Linked DNA regions of Mus musculus: region 1 is linked to region 2. The links are chromatin contacts, called in public HiChIP or PLAC-seq maps. All regions are on one chromosome and are shown on one strand. The core of a region is the stretch at or near the end of the contact, and the rest is flanking DNA. Distances in the headings are between cores, read along the strand shown. Region 1 overlaps Thada (thyroid adenoma associated). Region 2 has its middle 29 kb from the start of Gm35551.

The links. HiChIP or PLAC-seq counts read pairs in DNA pulled down with a chosen protein or histone mark.
Region 1: an H3K27ac HiChIP or PLAC-seq map of heart atrium shows a contact between it and region 2, with 6 read pairs. The contact joins two enhancer-like sites. A contact is called at or near these places in 4 of 484 Hi-C or Micro-C datasets (CD4 T cells, bone marrow-derived macrophages, liver and 1 more) and 6 of 115 datasets of contacts at active chromatin or transcription factors (the HPC-7 cell line, bone marrow-derived macrophages, embryonic stem cells and 3 more).

Annotation. Positions count from the first base shown.
Region 1 is chr17:84,265,079-84,270,636 of GRCm38.p6, forward strand. All of the region lies in intron 30 of Thada (thyroid adenoma associated), which reads right to left. Among named protein-coding and RNA genes, the nearest start is that of Gm24492, 20 kb to the right of the region's middle. Within about 2 kb of position 3,708, at least 80 of the 459 cell types and tissues checked have an H3K27ac peak or open chromatin away from gene starts, as enhancers often do. A contact at or near this core is called in heart atrium and microglia, where this site is marked.
Region 2 is chr17:84,109,491-84,115,053 of GRCm38.p6, forward strand. No RefSeq gene overlaps it. Among named protein-coding and RNA genes, the nearest start is that of Gm35551, 29 kb to the left of the region's middle. Within about 2 kb of position 3,036, at least 132 of the 459 cell types and tissues checked have an H3K27ac peak or open chromatin away from gene starts, as enhancers often do. A contact at or near this core is called in heart atrium and microglia, where this site is marked.

The DNA of each region.
Region 1 (5,558 bases), core at 2,458-4,957, 160 kb after region 2:
CTACTCCCTTCATCAACACCATTTTACTGAAACAACCAACCAACCCCCCCCCCCACACACACACATTTTTCTTACTCACCTTGAGATCTATTCTCATATTCTCAAAAGCCTATTTTCCTCATCAGACTATAAGATTTATTTAACAGAATGACAAATAGCCAACTGCATGCCAACAGAGCACCAGTCCTCCCACAGGCCCTGAGGCCACAGGGATGGCTGCCTGAACCAAGAAATATAACTTTCCCACAGTGTCCTGGTACCATGCAGCCCTGACATTGGGAGAGGCTGCAGGCCTGATGGCTTTGGAAGTCTTGAGTCTGCTTCTGCCTAGCAAGGGGGAGTAAGGCCATGAGCATGGGAAGAACATTTCTAACTGGGTGCTAGAACTACAGTGGCTGATGGCTTAGCCTTTGCTAAGTTCATAAACTATGAACTTTGTCTCAGGGTCAACAGCAGCTCTCACTTGGAGCTGGCCAAGTATTTAGGTGCTCAGGTCCTACCTTCAGTCTAACTAGTGACTTCTGAGAACACGTTCTATCTGAGCAGCTCTATTTTAGACAGTCCAACATGACAAGCAGTGTCTGGACACATGGAGGCAGTAAGGTCCAGGAAAAAGCTTGACAAGGACTTGGCAGCTGAGTACAGATATTAGCAGTTTTCAGTGGGGTCCACGCCTGTTCAGCTGTGTAGATGGATGGGTTCTCCTGACCTCTGAGGGTTACATCTCTGCAAATGCATAGGGACTTCACAGGGTTTTCCGTATTTAAATCCCAGATCCAGGAGTTTGCCTGAGAACCTGTTTTGTTGCCCTCTTTACACTGCACTGTGGTTTTAAGAAATAGTTGCAGTGCCTAAGTCAGTCTGGCCTCGCCCAGAAAAGGCTGATAAACAAACTGACCCAAGTACTGCCTGTTCTACTTTAGCCACATCTTAAAAGATGAAAATGTAACACGACCCTCTGGAACAAGGACCACATGAGGGTCCCTGGCTTCAGTGGACTTGGGAAGGCAAAGGCATTTATTTCTACAGCAGAGTCTCTCAGGGTGGGAGTTGACACTGGGAGGTTTTAAATCTTCCCCGGTGATTCCAGCATTCTACCCTGAGCATCAGGAACTATTGTTTGGAATGAAAACTTGCTACCAGCCAACCTGGCATTTGTTAGTGCCAAGACCAGGAGTCACAGTCTCCTGTGGGATCCTAATGGGAGAAGTGGCTGGGTGAGTACAGCAGTGATGTGTGTAAAGCACGCTCTATTAAAAGCAATGACCAGAGCCAGAGTGGTAGTGTCCCAGTGTCATCCCAGCAGTAGGAGGGCCGTGGCTGGCCTAGGCTAAGGAGCAAGGCTCTGTCTGTCTCAAAGTAAAATTAAAGCTATCACCATCCCCACTCTCCCAGGAGGAGGCTAGCAAGACAGAATGTGCAAACAAGCACACACAAAGAGACATAAAGCACATGGCTTGCTACCAGGATCTGAACAAGTTTTTGTTTGTTACCTGGCACCCCTGGCAGAGCACACAGTACACCCAGGCCCTAGTGGTACCCTGGGAAAGCCCAGGGAAAAGTCCTTATGAACCAGAAACAAAAGGTTAAAGCGTGTCAGTTACTGTGTTAAAACATTGAAAGTAAAAGTTGAAAACATAACCATACTTGTTTGCCTTATCTCTTGAACTTATGCCAAACTAAACTAGTGTTATACATAGGGTGTGTCAACACAGAAAAGTTAATTTTCTAATACCAAGAGCATTTTGAGATAAACTCATGGAATCATATATATTGATTGCTTCATCCAGAGCTTGGTACAAAGTAGGCATTCCAAAAATAACTTTTAAAAACCCTTAAACTTTTGGCAAGGTCTCCATGCACTGTTTGTGGGACGAGGGTCTCACAACGTACAGCAGCTGTAGCACTGCGCTGCCTCTCAAGAGACTTAGTCTGCTTTTAGAAATGAAACCTAAGGCCAGAGTTACAGACTGACTCCACACCACACGCAGCAATGAAGGCAAAGTAGAGCAATGAAGCCAATTATAGTGGCATATGCTTTTAATCCCAGCGCACTTGGGAGGCAGAGGCAGGTGGATCTTGGTGAGTTTCAGGAGAGTAAGAACTATATAATGAGACCAATCTCAAAAAACCCAGCAAAACAAACCAATAAGCCCAATCTCTCTCTCTCCGCCCCCTCATACATACACACACACACACACACACACACACACACACACAGGCATAGAGACACACAGAGAGATGCTTAAGCCCACTTTTCAACAAAAGATTCTTTTCCTAGTTAATCAAAAAGGCAAAATTAGGCAAAATTATTTTTTTTGTAGAGATGGATAGTGATAGGAAAAATCAACCCCCCAATTCCCCAAATTGAAAAAAAAAAAAACTCTGAAGAAATAATAGAGATTTTAGTTTTTGTTTGTACTTGCTATTTTTAAATGTTTTAAGTATGAAGTTACTATGTTAACCCCAGCACTTCTATCTCTTGGCTGTCCCATCACACGCTGCCAATGACAGCTCTACTTTCTGTGTCTATGAACTATCTGCTCAGCCAGCCATCTCTCGGGGTACCTCCATGTGGTGGCACAGGTCAGATCTCTCTTGCTGCTTGGGGATATAGCTGTGGCAGCGCACTGGCCTAGCATGTGGAAAGGCCTGGGTTCAATCCCTAGTTGAGGATGGGAACTTCTCTTTTAAAGATGGACTAATGTTACCATATGTATATAGCATATTTTGCTTACATTGTCAGCAATGAACACTGCTGTTCTGTGGTTTGGTGACCAGGAAGAACGTTGCTCTGAGCATAGCAGTACAACCATCGAAGCCTGCTTTCTCTTTCTCTGAACTTAGACGGAGAACTGCAGGATTAGATACTGATTCTATTTCCAGTTTTTAAGGAAGTGTGATACCATTTTCCATAGCAGCCATAAAGTTTTAAGTAATAATAATAGCAAATATTTTCATATTGCCAAGTGAAAAAAAGGAAGCTATAACTTTTATACTTAATAGAACCTTAGCTATGTTTTTTAAAAAAAGGAAAAAGATGATGTAACCACAGAGAACTGTGCTAAGAGTAGATTTCACTTTTATATTGTTTTTCAAATTATTTTTCCTTGCTATGAATGATAGCCAAGGAAAACCAGGGATGAAGTTCTGTAGAGAATGTTTCCCTTCGGCCATCCCATTCCCCACCCCAGAGCCCAGCAGCACACAAAGCTCACCTGCTTATCTTCTTCAGTTTGGTTTGTTTTTTTGAAACTGTTTCACTGAGTAGCTCAGACTGGTCTGAAATTTGCAACAGCCCCTTTGTCTCCGTACCCCTAAGTAGTAGGATTAACACACGTGTACCCACACACATGGTTTATGTCATCAAGTTTTCTAAAAGGAACATCCAATACATATTTACTCTTTTATGGCTGAGGGAAACACAAGATAACAAACCACTTCTGAAAAAACTGAAGCCCAATATAATTGTAATCCCAAGTCACAGCCAAGGTAAACAAGCCGTTTCCTCTGAGTCCTGCTTGAGAGAGCTTTTCAAAGTTCTTTCTGTTAGGGTGGAGCCTGTGACTGCTAGGACAGCAGAGCTGCAGCCTGAAGACAGCAAGCGCAGCAGGAGGACCATCCAAGGGGCCTGGACTGCACCCTGTTGTGGCATCCCTAGACAATGTTGTGACATCCCTAGACAATGTTGTGACATCCCTAGACAATGTTGTGACATCCCTAGACAATGTTGTGACATCCCTTCCCAGGACGGGGCTCATTCTGAATCTCACTTGCTTCCTGACCTGGGCAAGATTTCCACCCCACCGGGATCTGGTAACTGCTGCCCTCACACCGGGATCTGGTAACCGCTGCCCTCACACGGGGATCTGGTAACCGCTGCCCTCACACGGGGATCTGGTAACCGCTGCCCTCACACCGGGATCTGGTAACCGCTGCCCTCACACCGGGATCTGGTAACCGCTGCCCTCACACGGGGATCTGGTAACCGCTGCCCTCACACCGGGATCTGGTAAATGCTGCCCTCACACGGGGATCTGGTAAATGCTGCCCTCACACCGGGATCTGGTAAATGCTGCCCTCACACCGGGATCTGGTAACCGCTGCCCTCACACCGGGATCTGGTAAATGCTGCCCTCACACCGGGATCTGGTAACCGCTGCCCTCACACCGGGATCTGGTAACCGCTGCCCTCACACGGGGATCTGGTAACCGCTGCCCTCACACGGGGATCTGGTAACCGCTGCCCTCACACGGGGATCTGGTAACCGCTGCCCTCACACGGGGATCTGGTAACCGCTGCCCTCACACGGGGATCTGGTAACCGCTGCCCTCACACCGGGATCTGGTAACCGCTGCCCTCACACCGGGATCTGGTAACCGCTGCCCTCACACCGGGATCTGGTAACCGCTGCCCTCACACGGGGATCTGGTAACCGCTGCCCTCACACGGGGATCTGGTAACCGCTGCCCTCACACGGGGATCTGGTAACCGCTGCCCTCACACGGGGATCTGGTAACCGCTGCCCTCACACCGGGATCTGGTAACCGCTGCCCTCACACGGGGATCTGGTAACCGCTGCCCTCACACGGGGATCTGGTAACTGCTGCCCTCACACCGGGATCTGGTAACCGCTGCCCTCACACGGGGATCTGGTAACCGCTGCCCTCACACCGGGATCTGGTAACCGCTGCCCTCATACCAGAGGAAAGAACTGGACTGAGAAGGGAAGGCTGAGAAAGGGAGAAGGGAGGACAGGAAGGATTAATGAGCTGATTTCCATAAGACTCCTGACATCCTGGAATGAAAAGCAGCCTGCAAGAGCAAATGCCATGTTCTTTATTCAAACCACATTCCCACCCAGCCATTTATCATGGAAAAGTCCCCAACAACGTTGCTCAACCAGCTCATATAAATAAACCCTGATTAATCTTGTAAAGTATAAACACAAATGTATGACAAAAGTCTGTATGCTTTTAACTTCAGAGTTCAAATTTTAAAATTCACTTGATTATCTGTAGCTCCCATAATTTTTTTTTTTTTTTAAAAGAAACCTTTTGGAACAAAAGGACAGATAAATGGCTCGTGCCCTAAACCCTCGAGCTCACTGGACTGAATGAACTCAAGGATTGAATAAACTACAGGAGGAAAAATGTGTTACTGCCAGAACCGAAACAAACTGTTTGTTGTTTCTTCCTTCCTTTTTTTTTTTTTTTTTTTTTTTTTTGAGACAGGGTTTCTCTGTGTAGCCCTGGCTGTCCTGGAACTCACTCTGTAGACCAGGCTGGCCTCAAACTCAGAAATCTGCCTGCCTCTGCCTCCCAAGTGCTGGGATTAAAGGCTGCACCACTGCCCAGCAACTAAGTTTCTTTTCTTGGCAACAGTAATTTCTCATAGGTTACATTAGAAAGCTACAGAGAGGCCTCAGTAAGTCCAAGGCACATTTATCTTTCATATGTAAATGCCCAGGAATATAAAGGGGCCTCTTCAGCAGTTGACTCTGGAATACTCCCACAGTAACATCTTCATGGCAAAGCAGGGAAGAAAGTCAGAAAGG
Region 2 (5,563 bases), core at 1,786-4,285:
AGAAACCCCTCAGGGGAAAGGGGCTGAAGAGATGGCTCAGTGGGTAAGAGCACTGGCTGCTCTTGCAAAGGACATGGGTTCAATTCCCAGCACCCACAGGGCAGCTCACAAAAGCATGCCATGCCAATCTCAGGGCATTCCGTGCTATCTAGGTTCTACAGGCGCTGCCTATGTGTAGTATATAGACGTGCATGCTGGTCAAACCCCCACACATACAAAATTAAAATAAAGATGAAAACCTTTTAAAAGAAACTCTCCACTCCTCTCAGGGCTGCCTCCCTGGCTGGAGCTCTGTGTCTTATTCTCCTTGGTTGCTTTGGCAGTCCTGATTTGGTTCTACATGTTTGAAACCTTCCTCAGAGAAGGACCCACAGTTCTCCCCAGATCCTAGAGGTACACGGAGGTCAAATTCTAGGTTTGTGTGGTCAGTCTACAAAACCACACCCAGCCCCCCACCCCTGAAAGTGACCTCTGCTTGCTTTGCATTTCTGATGTTCTCAAGATGGAGGACAAGCCTTGAGAGCCGAGAACTGTTATGTAACGCTGCCCTCGAAGTTGACAGTATGGCTCAGTATTTGCAAACCAGGCTGGTCTGCTTCCAGAGCCTCCTGGAGCTACCCTGACCACTGCTTGGGTTCATGGGGTTAGATTATGTGAGCCTACCAGGCACTCGCTGTGAGCCTCGGGGTGAGTCACGTCCAGTCTGAGCCCCAGGAGACACAGTCAACAAGTACAAACTGACTGGAGTGATCTGAGTAGGCTGGCTGGCTTTCCACTTCTCCATCAGCTCTTACCTCACTTAGGTGTGGAGGAGGAAGCTGCGAGGAAGGATGCCTGGACTAAGCAGAAACAAAGGGGCCCACTTGTTTAGATTTGTAGCAAATAATAACTAACTTTTTAACATAAATACCTCCCAAGTAATATTCAAGACATGTCTGAAAAAAATTGTGTGCTGTCTGTCAGAAGCCTACTCCTTAGGGGCTGCTCCGGGCCAAAACCCCACAGAGCCAGGAAAGCATAGAAAATAACTAAGTACAGCTGAACTCAAAAACATCGACAGTGCCAAGTGTTGACACAGATGTAGAGTAACTGGAATGCAGATACACTCACTTCCCATGTGCTGTGAGAAGGATGGAATATAGATGCTTGAGAAAGGAAGCCAGCTGCTTTCTCTTAAAACTAAATGCCAGCCAGGGGTAGAGGAACACCTTTAATCCCAGCAGCATTCAAGGCTAGCCTGGTCTACAGAGTGAATTTCACAACAGCTAGGGCTACAACCAGAGAAACCCAGTCTTGAAAAACAAAGCAAAACAAAAATAATAAACAAGAAAGAAAGAGAGAGAGAGAGAGAGTAAAGGATGCTTCTCACACCAGCAGAGCCTCTAAGCCCACTGCTCCTTGGGGGCAGGCCTGTGTGACCTCCATGGCCTCCTTCATAGCTGGCATGCCCACAAGACCTACAACTCTGTCAGAAAGGATGCAATAGCCAGTCCCTCAGCCACACACTGCACATGCGGAGAGACACCCTCACTGAGGGAAGTGAGGCCATCAGATTGTGAGACGCACGCACCAAACCATCCACGAAGAGTGAGATCCAGGCCCACAGGCCCACACGAACACCCACGATGAGACTGCCCACAGCCCCACCTGGTTACACACTTGTCCCACACACACAAGCTCAAACAGGTCACGAACCACAGTCACCCACCTGCACACACTGACACACACAGTCCCTTAAGGTGACAGGAACCCAGCCAACCCTAGCTGTAGCCCCAGATATGCCACACCTGCCGTTTTTATCCTGAACCCAAGTGCCTAAAACGTTCCTGGGGCCCATCTCTCTCAACTGCCACACCTCAGGGCTCCTCCCAGAGAGAGAGCCTTGCTTTCACTCTAAGCTAAAGCGATACAGGCCACCTTAAAACTTCATGCCAGCCACTGAAAAGGCCACTGTGAAGATTACAACGCTAGATTTATAATATTATAGCCACGTTTGGCAGCATGTCGTGAGCACCAACTACACACACACAGACACACACACAGATACACACACACACGCACACAGACACACACACAGATACACACACACACGCACACATACACACACAGATACACACATGCACACATACACACAGATACACACATACACACAGATACACACACACGCACACACACATACACACACAGATACGCACATGCACACATACACACAGATACACACACACACGCACACATACACACACAGATACACACATGCACACATACACACAGATACACACATACACACAGATACACACACACGCACACACACATACACACACAGATACGCACATGCACACATACACACAGATACACACACGCACGCACACATACACACACAGACACAGGCACACCTCTAGTACCTTCCCTCCAACTCTCCCAACAACCTAGAGCACAGGAAGTGTCAGTAAACCCATTTACGGATGAGCAAGCCAAAGCTTTAGGGGAATTAAAGTTCTTGTTTCCTATATATTGCAGCATCTGGTTCCAGGACTGGTCCCAGAACATTCCCTGCCCCACAATGCCATGGGATAAGATCCAAGGATATTGGGCCTGTTCCCATGTCTCACATACGTGTACTCTCCTGGCCCTCAGGAGATGCCGTGGGGCCTCGCTGTGGAGAATGTGAGAGCAGGGAAGCTTGGCTTCCTGTTCTCCTCAAAGCCCCATCCTTTGCTTAGTCAGGTTTGGGCCCTTTGAAAGGAAAAACAGGCTAGAGCCTTCACAGGGAAGTGCCCCTGCTCTCCATGGCTTGAAAAGGAAAGAGAGTCCCTCCCTGCCCCTCCTTAGGAGCACCGCCCTCAGGAGGGAGCCAGGCCCCTACAGAGTTCTCCACAGGCGACAGGGGGTCACCAAGAACCCCGGACAGCCCAAGCCCACCTAGAATTATGCAGAGGAGAGCTGTGTCACGATGACTAGCCTCTGGGACATTCCTAACCCCCAGCTAACGGGGATGCCTTCCTTGGCCTCCAGCGCTGCACTGGGGCCTGGCCAACAGCTGTTCCTGGCTGAAGGCTCTGCTCTGTCCCACCCACCCAGTCAGTTCCTAGGAGATGTGCAAGCAGCTTTGATGTGCTCGTCAAAGCGGTCCTGTTCTGACAGCTGTTTCCCAGGAGGGCAGTTATTGCCACAACCACCTCCCACATCTGGCTATGGGAAGAGTGCCCCACCCATCAGCAGACAGAAATGCTGAGCACACAGGAACAGCTGAGGACCTCAGTCCATTGGGACTGAAAGGGGTCACTCCATCCCCATTTATAGGCACTCTCTGCTCCCAAGGGCTGGCCACACTACCCTAAGGACTCTAATTCAGGTCTGGACCCTCCTCCTTGGCTCAGGCCCACCTCCACTTGCACAAGCCACATTCAGACCAGAAAAGTGTTTCAGGGCACCCAAAACTATGGAGGACAGAGAAGGAACAGTTACAGTTGATTCAAACCTTGCTCTGTCAATCCTCCCAGGGAGTGCTGATGTCTCCGGTGGGACCCACTGACCCTGGTCACTATAATAAAAATACCAGATCTGAATTTATTTCAATCAGTGTTCATAACCTGGGCACTATTCTTTGTGCCTTGTAGGACAATGACTGTATCTCTGACACTTATTCTAAGATACCATTAGCATCCAGGCCCCACCCACACACCCAGACATTATCAATGGACATTGCCAATGTGCCCCAGGGGCAAGACCACACCCACATGGTTACAGCTGATCTTAAAATCACTTTAGTTGCAGCACTTGTGAGGCTGAGACTAGAGACCAGTAAGTTCAAGACTAGCCTGGGCTACATAGTGAATGTGAGGCCAGCCTGGGCTATGTGAGACCCTGTCTAAAACAAAGTTAACAGGCATGTTCTGTCCCCCTAGACCTTCCCAGAGCTCCAGGAAAAGAGGCAGCACAAAGTCTTCCACCTAGTGGTCCGAGCTTCTAAAGATGGGATCAAATAACACTTGCACAAGACAATGAAATATATGTGAGAAGTCCTGCAAAAAGCTTGGAGCCAGAGAAAATCCCTGAAGCCTGGGGCCATCTAGGAAGGCTTCCTGGAGGAGGGGGAATTTTGTGTTTGGCTAGATACAAGCAGCTTGGGAAGACCACAGTGTAGGGAAGTCTCACCAGCAGTAAAAGAGCTCAAGGTGGGGCTGAGGCTGAGTTTGCTGACTTTCCCAGTGGGTAAAGCCACCAATGTGGAGCAAGGGTCTGACAGAGATATGCAGGCAGGGCTGAAGACCGCCCTACCTTCTTCTGCTTCTGCCTTCTGCAGATCTGATGAGGGTCAGGCTCAGGGTACATAGGTAGGGCTCCTCATTCCTCAAACCTGCCCTTATGTGATATCCCCCACCAGTCCATGTGGGCTTGGACTGGCAGACTTCAAAGACTCAGGAGCCTACTAAACTTTATCCTGGGAATCCCGGCTGGCTCCCCAACTCCACCCCCAGCCTGGACTTCATGCTGCCTAGACTTTCTGGGGGGCACTTTTGATTTAAAATGGGTGTACAGAGGGCAAGACCCCATCTGTGAAGGAATGTGGGGTTCGGGCTGCCCACAGGGAGCTTCTGAGAGAGCCTGCCAGCAGGGGGCGCTGTGAACTCAGTCACACGGCCCAGGCTTGGGGAGGGAGGAGGCCGCCACATGGTGAGGCCTACAGACTCTGAGCCTAGTTCCACCCCAGGGAGCTTGCCTGCCCGCGCTCAGCAGGGTGTGCACCTTCCCAGGCTCACCCACCCACCCTTCCCCCTCCTCTGAGGAAGGAGAAGGGACTATGCTGACCACTTGGCAGACGATGAGACCAAGGTCAGAGAATGCAAAAGAACTACCGGGGACTCAACAGCCTGCAGCAGACGCAGGTTGACTTTCATGCCAGTGTGTCAGCCCCATGTGGTTGGGGCAACCTTTGGGCCTTGTTGGCAAGTCTACCCTGTCCCCAGGCTGACACTGCATGGTGCAGAGGCTAGCGTGGTCAACCCCACGTTCATGAGAGGAAGGGCTGGCCAGGGGAAAGAGGTACATGTTCAGACTTAAGTGCCATTTCCACTGGCACCCGGCTTGCTGGTGCCCATCAGTACCCAGGTCCGACTGGAGAGGAAGGCAGGAGCTGCCAGGAAAACAGGGCACCACACACCTGAGGAAGGGACACCAGAACTGTGGGTTCCACCGGCAGCTCTCAGGAAAAACTGGAAACACGCACCAGTTTTTCTTTATAAGTTTTTCTTTATTCAAGAGGCTAAGGCAGGGGAAATTCTGAGCTCCAGGAGTGCTTGGGCAATTTAGTGAGAAGTCTTCCCAAGATAACAGTAGAATAAAATGCATTTTTAAGAGGTACTAGGCATGGTATTATACACCTATAGTCCTGTAAAATAAAATTAATGTTTGGTTTTTTTGTTTCTTAAGAGAGGGGAAAGAATTCAAAAGACAGGCAGCCCCAGGGTGTGCTCTTACCAACAAAGACAATCAGGGTTGAGTAGGATTAGAACCAGGTCTGCAGCCAAGGAAGGGGCACAGGAGAGCTGGCTAGGCTATGTTC